Regions from separate parts of the Zea mays genome. Here region 2 is linked to region 1. A link is a contact called in public Hi-C data. All regions are on one chromosome and are shown on one strand. The core of a region is the stretch at or near the end of the contact, and the rest is flanking DNA. Distances in the headings are between cores, read along the strand shown. Region 1 holds the start of LOC100193880 (DNA-directed RNA polymerases II and IV subunit 5A). Region 2 holds the start of LOC103646296 (probable inactive receptor kinase At1g27190).

Region 1 (6,607 bases), core at 1,203-3,702:
GGATGCTTTGAATGGTGGTGGTTGGGGGTATTTATAGCCCCAACCACTATTCTAGCCGTTGGCTAGGCTTTCTGTCGACGGACATACCGGACAGTTCGGTGCGTATCGGATGCTGCACTATTCATTGTCCGGTGCCTGCCACGTTAGCTGAACGTTAGAGTTTGGAGCAGTTGACTGTTGAATTCGCCTGTCCTTGTGGCGCATCGAACAATCCGGTGCGACCTGACGTCGCTGACTGTTTCTGGCCTTCTGACGCTTCAGACTGCGGTGGTAGTCAACAGTTGGTGAAGTCGACAGTTGCTCGTGGGCTCACTGGACAGTCCTGTGACACACCAGACAGTCCGGTGAATTTTAGCCGTGAAGCGCTGCATTTTCTCGAGAGCGGCCTGTTCGTTGGGTGCGCTAGCCTAGGCACCAGACACTGTCTGGTGCACACCAGACAGCCCGGTGCGCCATAGGCTGGTGCAAGTCTGACTTGCCCCGTATTTATAGAATTGGCCAAGTGTCCTGTTTTCCTTATAGATGTATATGAACTTTATGTACCTGAGAAAAGATCAACTAGGCAAACTAATTAGTCCATAAAGTTTGTATAGTCGTCAAACACCAAAATCGATTATAGGAAATGATCGAGGCCATTTCCCTTTCATATAAGTTAGCACTTTAACTCTACCGCAGGCATGTAATAACAAACACTCATTGGTTTTGTAAACTTAAAGCTTGCTAATGTTCATTATCCTATTATAAAATCTTCCACTCCATCTCCTATGTTTTTACTTACGTTCTTATTTTAAGATGAATGATTATTGTAATGTTCTCAATCATGGGTGGATCATCCTTGATAATAAACGAGTTCATCGAAACTTGGCATCCCAAGTTATCTGGTTCACTTACATATCCATCTAAGGCTTTGAGGGTAATGATTGGTGTACACGGGCCAAATAATTTGGTTGGGTTGTAAAATATAAACTATCATCATGACTTATAATCTATTTATATTATAATTTATTAATATCTTTAACTTACTTAAGACTTATTTTGTATTGTTTAACTTAACATTCAAATTTAAAATTTACTATGTAAAAGTTGTTCTAGATGTTGGATCGAATACATATAAAACTTTTAGATGATATACCATATAATGAAATTCTAGATCTCTAAAATATAGCTTTAGGCAATGTTTTTTAAAATACAAATAAACTTTTAATATATTCATACTTTTGCAAAAGTATTTTTTATAATAAATTAATATATATGACTATTAGATTTCAAAACTAAATAAGAAAATTGTTATTTGTAGTCAAAGTTTTATATATTTAATTTAAATCTTGTCCAAAACGACCTTTTGCTTTAGGACTGGATGGAGTACTATTTGGACTTGAATTTGACTATGGTAATACGAGGTTCTATCCAGTATTATGTTTTTGTTAGCAATATTATTTATGTATATCATTAAAATAATTACAATTAAAAATTGTCTATTACTTGTTGCAAAATAATTCTTTGTATTGGATTAAAAGAAAAAAAAGCGAGAATGATTGGTAGTTATGGTAGTTGAAATAAAAAAAACTCTACTATATTAAAACATCAGTTTCTATGGCTTCTCCATAGTTGTGCTCCTTTGTGTTTAAATAGTAAAAATACAAAAAATATGCATAATGAATATTTGAATTATGATTGTTGGCTCTAAAACACATTCACGCTCACTTAACCAATAGAACACATGTCTTTGTGTTTTATATTCTATATATAAACATAAATAGAAACTATAGTAACGCACGAGTACCTCGCTAGTATTAATATAAATCTGATGTGACATATCTTACGCCTCGCTTACTTTAGCTTATTATAGGTAGTGTATGGTTCCTGAGTTAATTGGAATAAAACGGCTCTATGCAAGGGAGCGACTCCTTCTCAGAGATTTTAGAGAGCTAAATAGTTCAACATTTAAGCATAAGGGCATGTATAGTGGAGTTACACAAAAATGGTTTTCCAAGCACAAGAGAAAACTAAGAGACTCTAATATACAATGGAGTGTCTATAAATGTAGTACACTAATAAATAGAGAAGTAAATGTGCTTGTATATCATCGAATCGATAGAACAGACGACGAATTCGTACAGTGTGAAGTGAGTGTAAAGTGAGACGTCTATTACTACTTGGATTACGAGCCAGAAACGTCTTTTCACGGAGATACGGCTCCACGATTTTTTTTAAACTCACTTGAGGCACCTCAAATGTCTCTAGAGTAAACACCACTTTCCTTCTATAAAACCAATCCAAAGTCCAAACACTGTCAAACTGAGAGTCGAACAGCTTGGTCCCACACTCCCACCGTACTCCCAAACAAAACATTCTCTCATAGTCTCATCTCATGTGCACGGAAAGGCATCTATTGCCTTTCTCCCAACCCGCCAAACCCTACTTGCCACCGCCAAACTTCCGCCTTCGTCCGCGCCGGCGCCGCTCTATCGCTCTAAAATAACCTTTCCAGTTCCACCGGGACTAGCTGAAAGGAGAGGGAACGGAGGGGGATGGCGTCGCCGGACGACGAGATAAGCCGGCTCTTCCGCATCCGCCGCACGGTGTATGAGATGCTGCGCGACCGCGGATACGGTGTCCGCGACGAACAAATCAAGCTCGAAAGGCACAAGTTCATCGAACGCTACGGCAACCCCGTCCGCCGTGACGAGCTCACCTTCAACGCCACAAAGTTGAACGGCCCATCGGACCAGGTCTCATCCTGATCCCCTGCTCCCTCTTACGCCGCCGCCGCCGCCTCGGCGTAACCCTAGCCGTGCGTTACCCCTGCAGATCTACGTGTTCTTTCCTAATGAGGCAAAGCCCGGGGTGAAGACAATCAGGAACTACGTCGAGAAGATGAAGAACGAGAACGTCTTCGCCGGCATACTCGTCGTGCAGCAGGCGCTCAGCGCCTTCGCACGCAGCGCCGTTCAGGAGGTCTCCCAGAAGTACCACCTCGAGGTCTTCCAGGTCCACACTCTAATTTCTCTTTACCTCATTGCATTGGCATATCTCTATGTCAGTATGTGCGCTGCTCCTTGCGAAAACTGTGGCTGACGCTTATTGCGATGCTGTTCAGGAAGCTGAGCTTCTTGTCAACATTAAGGACCATGTCCTAGTGCCAGAGCATGTGCTCCTGACACCGGAAGACAAGAAGACTCTTCTAGAGCGGTACACCGTGAAGGAAACCCAGGTCGAATAATTTTGCTTATTCTTTCCTCAGAGTACCCTGGCATGTTTGTTTCTATATGAGCATAATGTTTCTATTTTTGTGTGTGTTCAATTATTTGGGTTAAGGTTTTATGTACAGTGATTGCATGAAACTACACCTGGATCTGCATATTGGAAAGTAATTGCCCTCCCATAATTTTTCTGAAGCAATAAGTTGCTGAGTATCAAACCATTTTCAGCTTGTTTGCATGCTGTAGCTTGTTAGCACGAATGCCGTTTGATTTTAGGTACATACCGTAATATAAGGAACTGACAAAACACATAAATGTCCATTTGATTTTTTAGTTACTTACCACATTGAGAACTGTCAATGTGAATGTGTTCAGGCCAAATTGACAGTGTGCAGTAGTTATCATATAAACAGCCAAAAGAGCATGTGATATGTGTTAATTGGTAAACTATGAGGAGAGAAATTGAAAGCACTGGTCTGGTATATAAGTTTAAACGTTTAATTAGCCTTGCGATATAAGAATAGACCCATGGGATGCACAATTTTCAACTTGGCTTCCTATTTGTTTACCCAAATTGTGAAATGAATGTCAGACCATAGCTAGCCTTATTATTTTTGTTACTGCAGTTAATTTCATTGCAGATTAGGACTGTTAACTACTATATAACAAGAATTGTGTATAATTTCAAACTTTAAGTAAAGAAGAATGATAAACTATATTATGCAAATTGTTATCTGAAGCAAGGTTTTAAAGTCGTCTGACTAGTCACGATTAGTCGGCCTTATCGCTAGAGGAAGCTCGATTAGGGTCTCTGACAGTCCGACTCGACTAGAGCAACTAGGAAGCGATTAGTCGTCCTAGTCGCCGACTAATCGTGATTAGTCGTCTGACTAGGTATTATGGTCGACTAGTTATGCTTGTTTTGGACCACTAATCTGGTCTCTGTTACATGGGTCGACCCACCATCTGTACAACACAAACACGGTTTTACCCTACTTGTACCAATACGGAACACTTCATCCCTGCCGCCCTGCTATGCTCCGGTGGCCCTCTGCTTGACCGTCAGCTGCCTCCCCTCCATTGCGCGGCGGCTGCAGAGCCTCCCCTCTCTCCAGTGCGTGCCTGTCCTCCTCTTACCTTTTAGTGAAATCAGTGTACTGCTGTCCTGCTACAGCTATAGTGTACTGCTGTATTCCAGTCCTGCTACAGCTATATATATATACATATAATATATATATATATATATATATATATATATATATATATATATATATATATATATATGAGTAAATCGACGACTAATCACGATTAATCACCTTATCGATGCTGAGTCGACTAGTTGACTTTAAAACCTTGATCTGTAGCACTACAATACGAGCTAAAAATAGGTGAGAATGGGAGGCACTATAGTGGTAGTAAAAAAATCTGTTGAGGCAGGAATATATTTTTAAACTCAGTGTTAGTTTAAACAAGTTAAGCAAATTTGTATTTGGAAAATTATGCTTTCAGATGTTATTAGTACTAGTTTGACTGATAACTGATTCCACTGCATATTGTTAATTTAGATAATGTTAAGCGGAATAACAACTATTGTCCTTGGAGTTTCACGAGAGTCTCAATTCAGCCTCTGAAAGTGAAGTTTCTATTGGTCCACTTCCTTGAGTCGCTTCCTTGAGCTATCTTCTTTCTCTAAAATAATCCCTGTGATGACATGGACATCACATCTACAAGATAACTCAAGAGTCTGGCCACTAGCCGCATGTGTACTGTTGTGATGTCTGCACACTTAACAGGTATATAGAATGTTAATCTGATAACCTTCTATGCTATATAATCATTTGGAAAATAAATATGATAGCCTATCTAATTATCTATAGTTGGGTAATGGTATGAACAAGATATGTTTGAACCCCAGCAATCTGTATACTGCACTTATTTGAACAATTGTCACCATTATTGTGTCTAGACATCTGTATCCCCATTTGCTGCTTCAATCTGCATCTTTTGCCCAATTTTCTTGGTATATAAGAACATGGGTGTACAGAGGAGGCCATCAAAACAAATGACCACAGGGTAGGAGTACGGCGTGCAGCTTGTCTGGCTCTAGCAGCAGTAGCAGATGAAACTTTTAAAAAGAAAAAGAACTAAAGTGTTTTTAGCTTAGGTTTATTTCTCCTGTCTGTAGATTTCGTAGGGACAAGAACATTCTGCATACAGTTTATGACTTAGTGTTGAGTTATCTGCACACATGGAGCTCCAACTCCATGTCATCCCAAGCGCTATTTTGGACCAAAGAAAATCGTTCAGGGATCAGAATGGACAAACCAAAACCTCAGGGACTAGATTGAGCATCCAGTCAAGCTGTAGGGATGAATCCGTGCTATTTTGGACCAAAGAAAATCGTTCAGGGATCAGAATAGACAAACCAAAACCTCAGGGACTAGATTGAGCATCCAGTCAAGCTGTAGGGATGAATCCGTTCCTGACTTTTGGGGGGCCTGAGGCGAAATCCATTATAGAGGGCCCATCGACCAAGGTGTGTGTATATATTGTGTATATTTATAATTATAAGCACATATTATTGAACGTCCAATGAAATAAATTTCAAATCGACGCTTTAAAGTATATAAGATGATAAATATAAATTCGATGCTTTCAAGTCTATAAGATGACAAGTATTTTGGGGCCCTCTATCCTCGGGGGCCTGCACCTCCGGCACCGTCTCAGGAACGGCCCTGGATGATAGAGGCTATTCTGCCATAACGTTGACAATGAAACAGTACTGACCAATGGTGAAACTAGGGGTGACTTGCAGTAGCAATGGCCCTGCCTCTGCCCTCTCATGGTCCAATGTTTTCATTAGACCTTTCTATCAAATAAAATCTTATGCTGTAGCTTAGTTTTTAACCAAAGTGATGTATCTTAATCAGTAGCCAATTTCCTTCTAGTCCTGGTTCTGCCCATACTACTGATCTCATTTGTTTGTTGTTTTTTTTCTATAGGCAACCAGTTTTGTATAGGCAACCCCTTTCGCCTAGTTGCTTGCATTGTCTTACTTTCATCTAACTTTACATGTCTAATAACAAGGCTCTGCTCATATGTTTTGGACGATGCTTTGTGTTCTGATGATATCAAACTATCTATGATGCAGCTGCCCCGGATTCAGATTACAGACCCGATAGCAAGATACTATGGGATGAAGCGTGGGCAGGTCGTGAAGATCACAAGAGCCAGTGAGACTGCTGGAAGATACATCACCTACCGCTACGTTGTCTGAGTTTTGCTACATTCTCATGGCTTAAGCTTCCGCACCAAGCGAAAATGACCTCTACTTGCTAATCCTGCTGTGTACTCGGAATATCTGTTGCCCTGGTGCCCTTCCTTGAGAACTGATCTCGGGCTGT
Region 2 (6,796 bases), core at 2,003-4,502, 140 kb after region 1:
AAAATTTCAAAAACGATACTTGGATCCAAAAATTATTGTTTTCGTTTTCACCCGGAGAGGGACGCAGACGAGAGGCAATCCCGTTCGTGTTTCCGGTGCCGAGGTGCCCTCTTATCTTATGCGTCCGGATCCGGGCTTCATAAAGTTCGTAAGTGCCATCTCCTCCTTTGTTTGTCCAATTTTTTCTCGATTTCCCTTGTCTTGTCCTCACCAATTAATCTTAATGGGCTAAGGCCCAATAGGCCCTTGACTCCTCTAACAGCCACATTTCAAAATCTGTCCTCATTTAACTACGCGGGTAGCAACAGACTAGTCAATGCACCGAGTGGCCCTCGCTATCACTGGTGAAGTCAAATTTAGGATTTAGCTGTGGATGATGGTGACAATTATATCTGGATTGTCATGTGCGCAGGGATTGATTATCCTTTGTTTTGTCACAGAGAGCTGACTTTCAAATCAAAGAAAACTAGACTGCTAAAATAAACCAAGACAGACGGCTACATAAGACTCCACCGGTATACCACCAGCTTAGAAAAACAGCTGAAAGAACTATAGTACAGAAAGGTGATGTTGAAAGTTCCATTCCCCTATAGCTGATGCTTCCAAATAGAGAGCTTTTAGAATATAGAGCAAAGACCAGGAGATGTTCCAAGGCCCAGATGTGTATAGCATACCCTTTGAAAGCTTAAGTTTCCAAGAAGGTATAAGCTAAAGAGACATTAGAACATTTTTAACTACCCAGGACCCTGCTATAAGTTTCCAAGAAGGTAATGAAACATTGAGTGCCAATCCAATGACTGAACAACATGCTGGTTGTTCCAAGAAGGAACTTCGAAAGGTGACACTAGGATTTTGGCCATCAAGAATTGCAGTTCCACACAGATACTACAGGCACTAACAGTAACTTTAAAACAACATACAGAATTGTAAACTGATATTACAGCTTACATGGTTATCACATCCCCTGTCGATGCAACGATGTAATTGACCACCCGGCATCCGGCGCTAGATTTGGTGCCTCGATATTGTTCTCTTATCACTCATTTATGCTTCCGGTCTGTCCATAGCAAGGCTAAATATATATATCATCAATAAGCCTGACCAAACATTTCCACAATCGAATTGGCAATCAGCATCATCAGCTAAATAGCGTCTGAATCATCCTTGTTATAGGCCAATGGGAACTCATCAAACTGCTCCGTGACATCGCAGCCCTCTCCGATGCTCTTCAGAGCGTGGAAAACCCGATACATTGAATGCCTCTCCGTCACACGGGGCTGGGTGCAAGCAAAAGCTATCTTCAAGAACTCCTGAATCTCTGCCTCATGGCCCTTTCCACGCAATGGTTTATCAATAGCATCACTGATTCGACCAGAAGCCTTGAGCTGGTTAACCCAGTCCACCAATGTCCCCTTGAATCCTTCACCCGTCACGTCAGTAACCACAGCAGCAGCCTCCTGCCCGCTAACAAGCTCAAACAATATCACCCCAAATGCATACGCATCGCCTTTCATCGTACCAACTGGATTGCTAGCATACTCTGGAGCAACATAGCCAAACTCCCCAAAGTCCCCGTTCAGGAAAGGACTGGTATCACCACCCTCGCCAGGCGCCATCCGGACCAACCTTGTGAGCCCAACATCCGTGATCCGAGCATCATAATCCTCGTCGAGAAGCACTGCACTCGAGCTCAAATTCTGGTGAATCTGCGGAACCTGGAACCCATGGTGCAGCCACGCAAGCCCCCTTGCTGCCCCCACGGCGATCCTAAGTCGCGTTGCCCAATCCAGCGGCGCTTCCCCTGGCTTCTTCATCACCGATGAAAGAGCCCCACTCTCCATATGCTTATACACCAGCAGCCTCTCGTCCTCGACAACACAGAAGCCCAGCAGTGGCACGATGTTAGGATGCCGCAGCTGCCCCATCCGACCCATCTCTGCCCTGAACGCCTTCTCCGAAAGTGGGCACGAGTGCAGGCGCTTGACCGTCAGTGCAGACCCGTCCCGTAGCACAGCTCGGTAAGCTGTCCCCGCCCGCGAGCTCCCGGCGACCACGATGTGGCTAGTGCTGAAGTCATGGGTGGCGGCCATCAGGTCAGCGAGCTTGACCTTCACGATGGGCTTCTGGAACAGCGAGACCGGGACCAGGCGGTTGTGCGCCGCCCGCAGCCTCTCGGTCCACCAGCTCCCGTCTTCCCCACCGCCCGACTCGCTGGTGCCGCGCCTGTGGCGGCGGCGGCCTCCTTTGCCCTTCCCGGTGCACCGCCAGAAGAAGTAGGCGAGGAGCAACGAGGCGGCGGCGCCGAAGACTCCCGCGGCTATGACGATGCCAAGGCCGGTGCTCCCCAGCCCGCGGCCGCAGCGAGAGGATACGGGGCGGCCGCAGAGGCCCGAGTTCCCGGAGAAGGAGTCCATGGGGAAGTTGTCGCCGAGCTGGGACGGGATCTGGCCGTCGAGCTTGTTCCCCGAGAGGTCGAGCGACTTGAGTCGGTCGAGCCGCGCGAGGGAGGCGGGGATCTGGCCGGAGAGCTGGTTCCCGGAGAGCCTGAGCGAGTTGAGGAAGCGGCAGTTGGCGAGCTCGGCGGGAATTGGGCCATTGAGCTGGTTGGAGGAGAGGTCGAGGGTGACGAGGAAGGGGAGCCAGTCGCAGAGGGCTGGCAGGATTGTGCCGACGAGCGCGTTGCTGGAGAGGTCGAGCGTGGTGGCGGCGCGGCAGTACTGGAGCGAGGAGGGGATGGAGCCGACGAGGCCGAACCCGGAGAGCGAGAGCGAGAGGACGCGGGACTCCTGCAGGTTCCAGCAGCCGATGCCGTTGTAATTGCAGACAGCGCCGCCCGAGGTGTTCTTGAAGTCCCAGTCTGCGAGACGCTCGTTGGGGTCGGCGAGGTCGTGCTTAACGCCTCGGAGGCAGCGCAGGTCGTCCTCCTGCGGCGCCGCCGCCGATCCCGGCGCGGGCTGCGGCGCCGCCAAAGGGGCGACGAGGAAGAGGAGGAAGATCGGGGGCAGGAGGATGGGAGGAGGCATGGTGGACGGATGCACGCGGATTGGGGACGGGGTACGGTGGGGGTGGGGTGGGGGTGGGCCGGTGGGGGGAGCGGTTTGACCAGTTGGGAGACTGCGTGCTTTGTTGCGGGCGGCCGGGCGGGGGTGATGGTGGACAGGTGGAGTGGATGGGGAGGGCAGACTGGCGCGGCGTGTGCGCTGAGCGGCGCTAGGCTCTCGCTCTAGTGGGGCCGTTGGACGGCTGGTCTGGATTGGGACGGGTCGTGCGTCGACTGCGCTGTGTGGTCGCCGAGATGGCAGCGGGAAACGAGGCGGAGCAGCGACCAGCGGGGCAGGGGGGACGACGCGATGGAAACGAATGGTTGTCTGATTGGGCTAGGTGAGGTGGGCTGACCATCGTCTGGGCCGTGCAGGCTGCCAGGCCACGGCCCACGGTGGTCGCCCGAGCGAGGTGAATAAAGGGTAATTCAACTCATTTTTTCGGACATTTTAGAAGACAAGGATTCTGTTTTCCAAAAAAAAGACGTTTTTTGAGAGACATTGATTCCGATTCTCAGGTGAAATGTATTAGTATTATTTCTTTCTAGATGGATCCAAGATTTTTTTACTGTTCTCATAACTCTTATAATGACAGGATCACTTGGTAGGGATCTCTTTCTCTCCAGAAACAATTTCCATTTGGTAGGGATTTTGTTATTTCTACTAGACTGATACGGTCTGTAGAAATAGAATCCTAACAAAATACAAATCGTCCACAAAATAAGAGAAACAGCATCATTGATAGATTAAACAGTAGGGAATTGTTGAGGCAAGGAAACGGAAGCAGATCCGCTACCTCTGTAGTTGGGTTGCTGACGTATAGGATCAAATCTAGATCGGACTGCAGTGGAGTTAACCGTAGAGGATCTCATTACCAAGGAAATATGATTTTAGAACGATATAGTTTGTTTCCTGGACTAGGTCCTTCATTTAGTGTTGAACCAAATGTTATTGTTTGAACAAAATTTTCATAAATAAGTGACAGGTATATAACTTCACTCCATATGGTCAGATTGGTCTCACCCACTTCGGTCAAGTGATTGAACCAAACTCGCCTCTAACGTCTCCATCGGGAGCACAACAACTTTATAGTCGTGACCCTCTTTCACACCAAAAATAGGAAAGTGAGTTGACATGTGAACGAGCGTTTATCGTACCACCTCTCTCAAACAAAACTCTAGAGATATGATTTATCTCTACATGGTACGTGAAGGGAAGACCGTCATCGTCATCTCAGTATCTTGGACTTTGACTCTCATTGCCCTAAAGGCGTTCGCGTCCAACACCAAGAGTTTATGAGCATGGTGTGTTTAGTTTAACAATGGTATTGAGGCATGGTTTAGGCTTAGATCATAATTCTATATGTTCACAGCCTTTGCAGGGATGAATGCGAGCAAAAATCCCTTATGACTCGGATTCATCCATTAAGAAAGCAAGCAGAAGAAAGAGAGGTTGAACCCTTATCCGGTTCTCCACAATTTCATGAAACCCTAACTTCCCATCCTAAGCACGCATTGAGAAAGAGAGGTAGTAAGACTTAACTTAGTCGTTGTTGGACATAGAAGATGATGGTGCGGGTGCTGGTCTTGTGCATAACGGTGTGCGAGGGTCTTAGTGCATCATCGAGAGGCCACTCGATGGTGACACGCTTGCCCTTGGGTGAGCATGTGCATCAGTGAGGGAGCCCGTAGATAACTAGATGGCACCAACGTTCCATCCTGATCTTTTAATATTACTAGAGATCAGAGGAAGGTGGAAGAAGAGGGAATACACTCATGGATGGGATCGAGAACGGGAGAGGGAGAGAGAGTACTATAGTGAAAAAATGATTTAGGGTTCCCCATGCGAACCGAAAAAGGCGTCTTTTATACGTACCCTAGATGAATGTTGGCTGTCAGATCAGATCTGGTAGCGCAGAAGCATTGCAATTGTTTCAGCGTAGATGAGACAAGGGTTTGGCGGCTTAGGGCTAGGTTGTGGCCTAGTGCGTGCATGGGGAGAGGAGTAGGATGGCAAGCTGGTGGGCTAGTTTTCGAATAAAAACAAACATGTGCACATTGTTTTGAGCATTGTTTTAGATTTATGCTTACTGCGAAAAATAAAGTTAATATGTTCTGAGTTTTAAGTTTAAAAGTTTAGTTAAGTTTTTTGCTACAAATATTTAATTTGAAAATATTGAAGGATGTTGATGCTAAGCTATTTAAAATTGTTGTTTTGTTCTAATTTTGTATAAAGGTGTTTTAAAACTAGAGTAATTATTAGTATTATGCATTTTACTTTAAACCAACATTGAATTTTGCATGCATGCTAATTTAGGTTTGTTTATTTATATAGCATCAGTGTCTAAGATAAAATGTCCTAATTGTTGTCTCTTGACTAGAGCTACTAAAAGGCACCAATTATCCCTCTTAGAGGGACAAGATAAATATGACCTTGGCTTTAACAGAGATAGACTATCTCATTGACAATCCAAATCCGATTGGCCTGGTGTTGGCAACAGAAGGAGTGTCTGAGGTAGAAAATAATGTTGACTTGATAATGGCATATGACCTCAAACGCATAAAGTAGGAGAGATCAAATAAAAAGTGTATGATGGTCATAAGAAGCACTGGCAACGTGTGCACCCCAAACCAGGTCAGTAGCACATGGTGATGAGTCCATCCATCACATTTATCACGAAGAGCAATGTTGTGATCAAAGTCATCATTGTAGCCACACCTAAGGTCGTAGGTGTATCCGCAAGCACTATGCAATATATGTGCCTTCATAAGCTACTAACTATATCATACTTGTTGGCATGGGCAATCATACCTTCCACTGTGACATGTCACACTCGCCACTATGGCACACGAGAGGCACCCTCTTTGTACGGTACAACAACTATAATAAGATAGGACTAGTTGGACCTATGGTAGGTAGGGATTGTTGTCCATGTAGGGATATAACTCTCTTGTACCTTGTGATATTAAAAGGGAGGCATAGAGAAACATTGAAATGTCTTATTCTCTCTTAGGCTTCTCTCTGGGCGTGAAGGCTAGAGGGCAATCAGGCTCGCTCTGTCGCTCGATAAACATTGCACGTGGAAGCTAGGGCTATTCTCACTGGCTAGCTCGAACATCATCTAAGTATGTAAGCTCTATCGGTACTCGCATCTAATCATCTAGCACACAAAGGATGTAGGGTACACTTAAGAGGCCTAAACCTCTCTACATTGTACATGTCGTGTTGACACTATATTCTAGCAGTCCCAGGTCTATGCCCTCTTTGAGTGTGTCTCTAATTTTCTATGTTGTCACATCCCAATGACACCTATACTCAAGAATTAAATATAAAAATTATCCTCCACTTGAGCTATCATTCATCCATTTGCTTACCACATTGACCATGCATAATTGAGGGTCTTAAACACTTCTATCTTTGAGCATGTCAACCTTCAACATGTGATTTCTGTTGAAGGTTTCATGTCACTTTCATCATTTGATTTGATCCTTGATATTAGTGTAACTTTTAATATCTTGATTAGTACATCAAGTAAATGTAAGTCTATTTCTTTTCCACCTTATCTAGGTTCTATGGTCCCCCAAGCCATTGCTTGCCCTTTACGCTTACTCAGTGCCTTGAAGACGTTTCATTGCCATTTTCACTTTCTCAAGCAATCATCTTGTTTTGCTTCAAATTATAATTAAGCATATAATGAATATCATTTTCATTTGCACTATTCTATTCTGCTTGAACTAGATTGTTTTCATTAATAA

What was found. A called contact is a pair of places that touch in the nucleus more often than the background predicts.
Region 2: a contact with region 1 is called in a Hi-C map of ear, with 1.8 times the contacts expected there. The contact joins the promoter of LOC103646296 here to the promoter of LOC100193880 in region 1. A contact is called at or near these places in 4 of 25 Hi-C or Micro-C datasets (bundle sheath, ear and leaf).

What each region holds. Positions count from the first base shown.
Region 1 is chr2:37,449,650-37,456,256 of Zm-B73-REFERENCE-NAM-5.0, forward strand. LOC100193880 (DNA-directed RNA polymerases II and IV subunit 5A) reads left to right here and starts at 2,453. Exons shown (of 4, transcript NM_001138957.1): 1 at 2,453-2,732; 2 at 2,812-2,991; 3 at 3,101-3,214; 4 at 6,355-6,573. The coding sequence starts at 2,532. The coding sequence ends at 6,480.
Region 2 is chr2:37,589,903-37,596,698 of Zm-B73-REFERENCE-NAM-5.0, forward strand. It overlaps LOC103646296 (probable inactive receptor kinase At1g27190), which reads right to left and starts at 3,253. Exons shown (of 1, transcript XM_008671024.4): 1 at 626-3,253. The coding sequence starts at 3,023. The coding sequence ends at 1,143.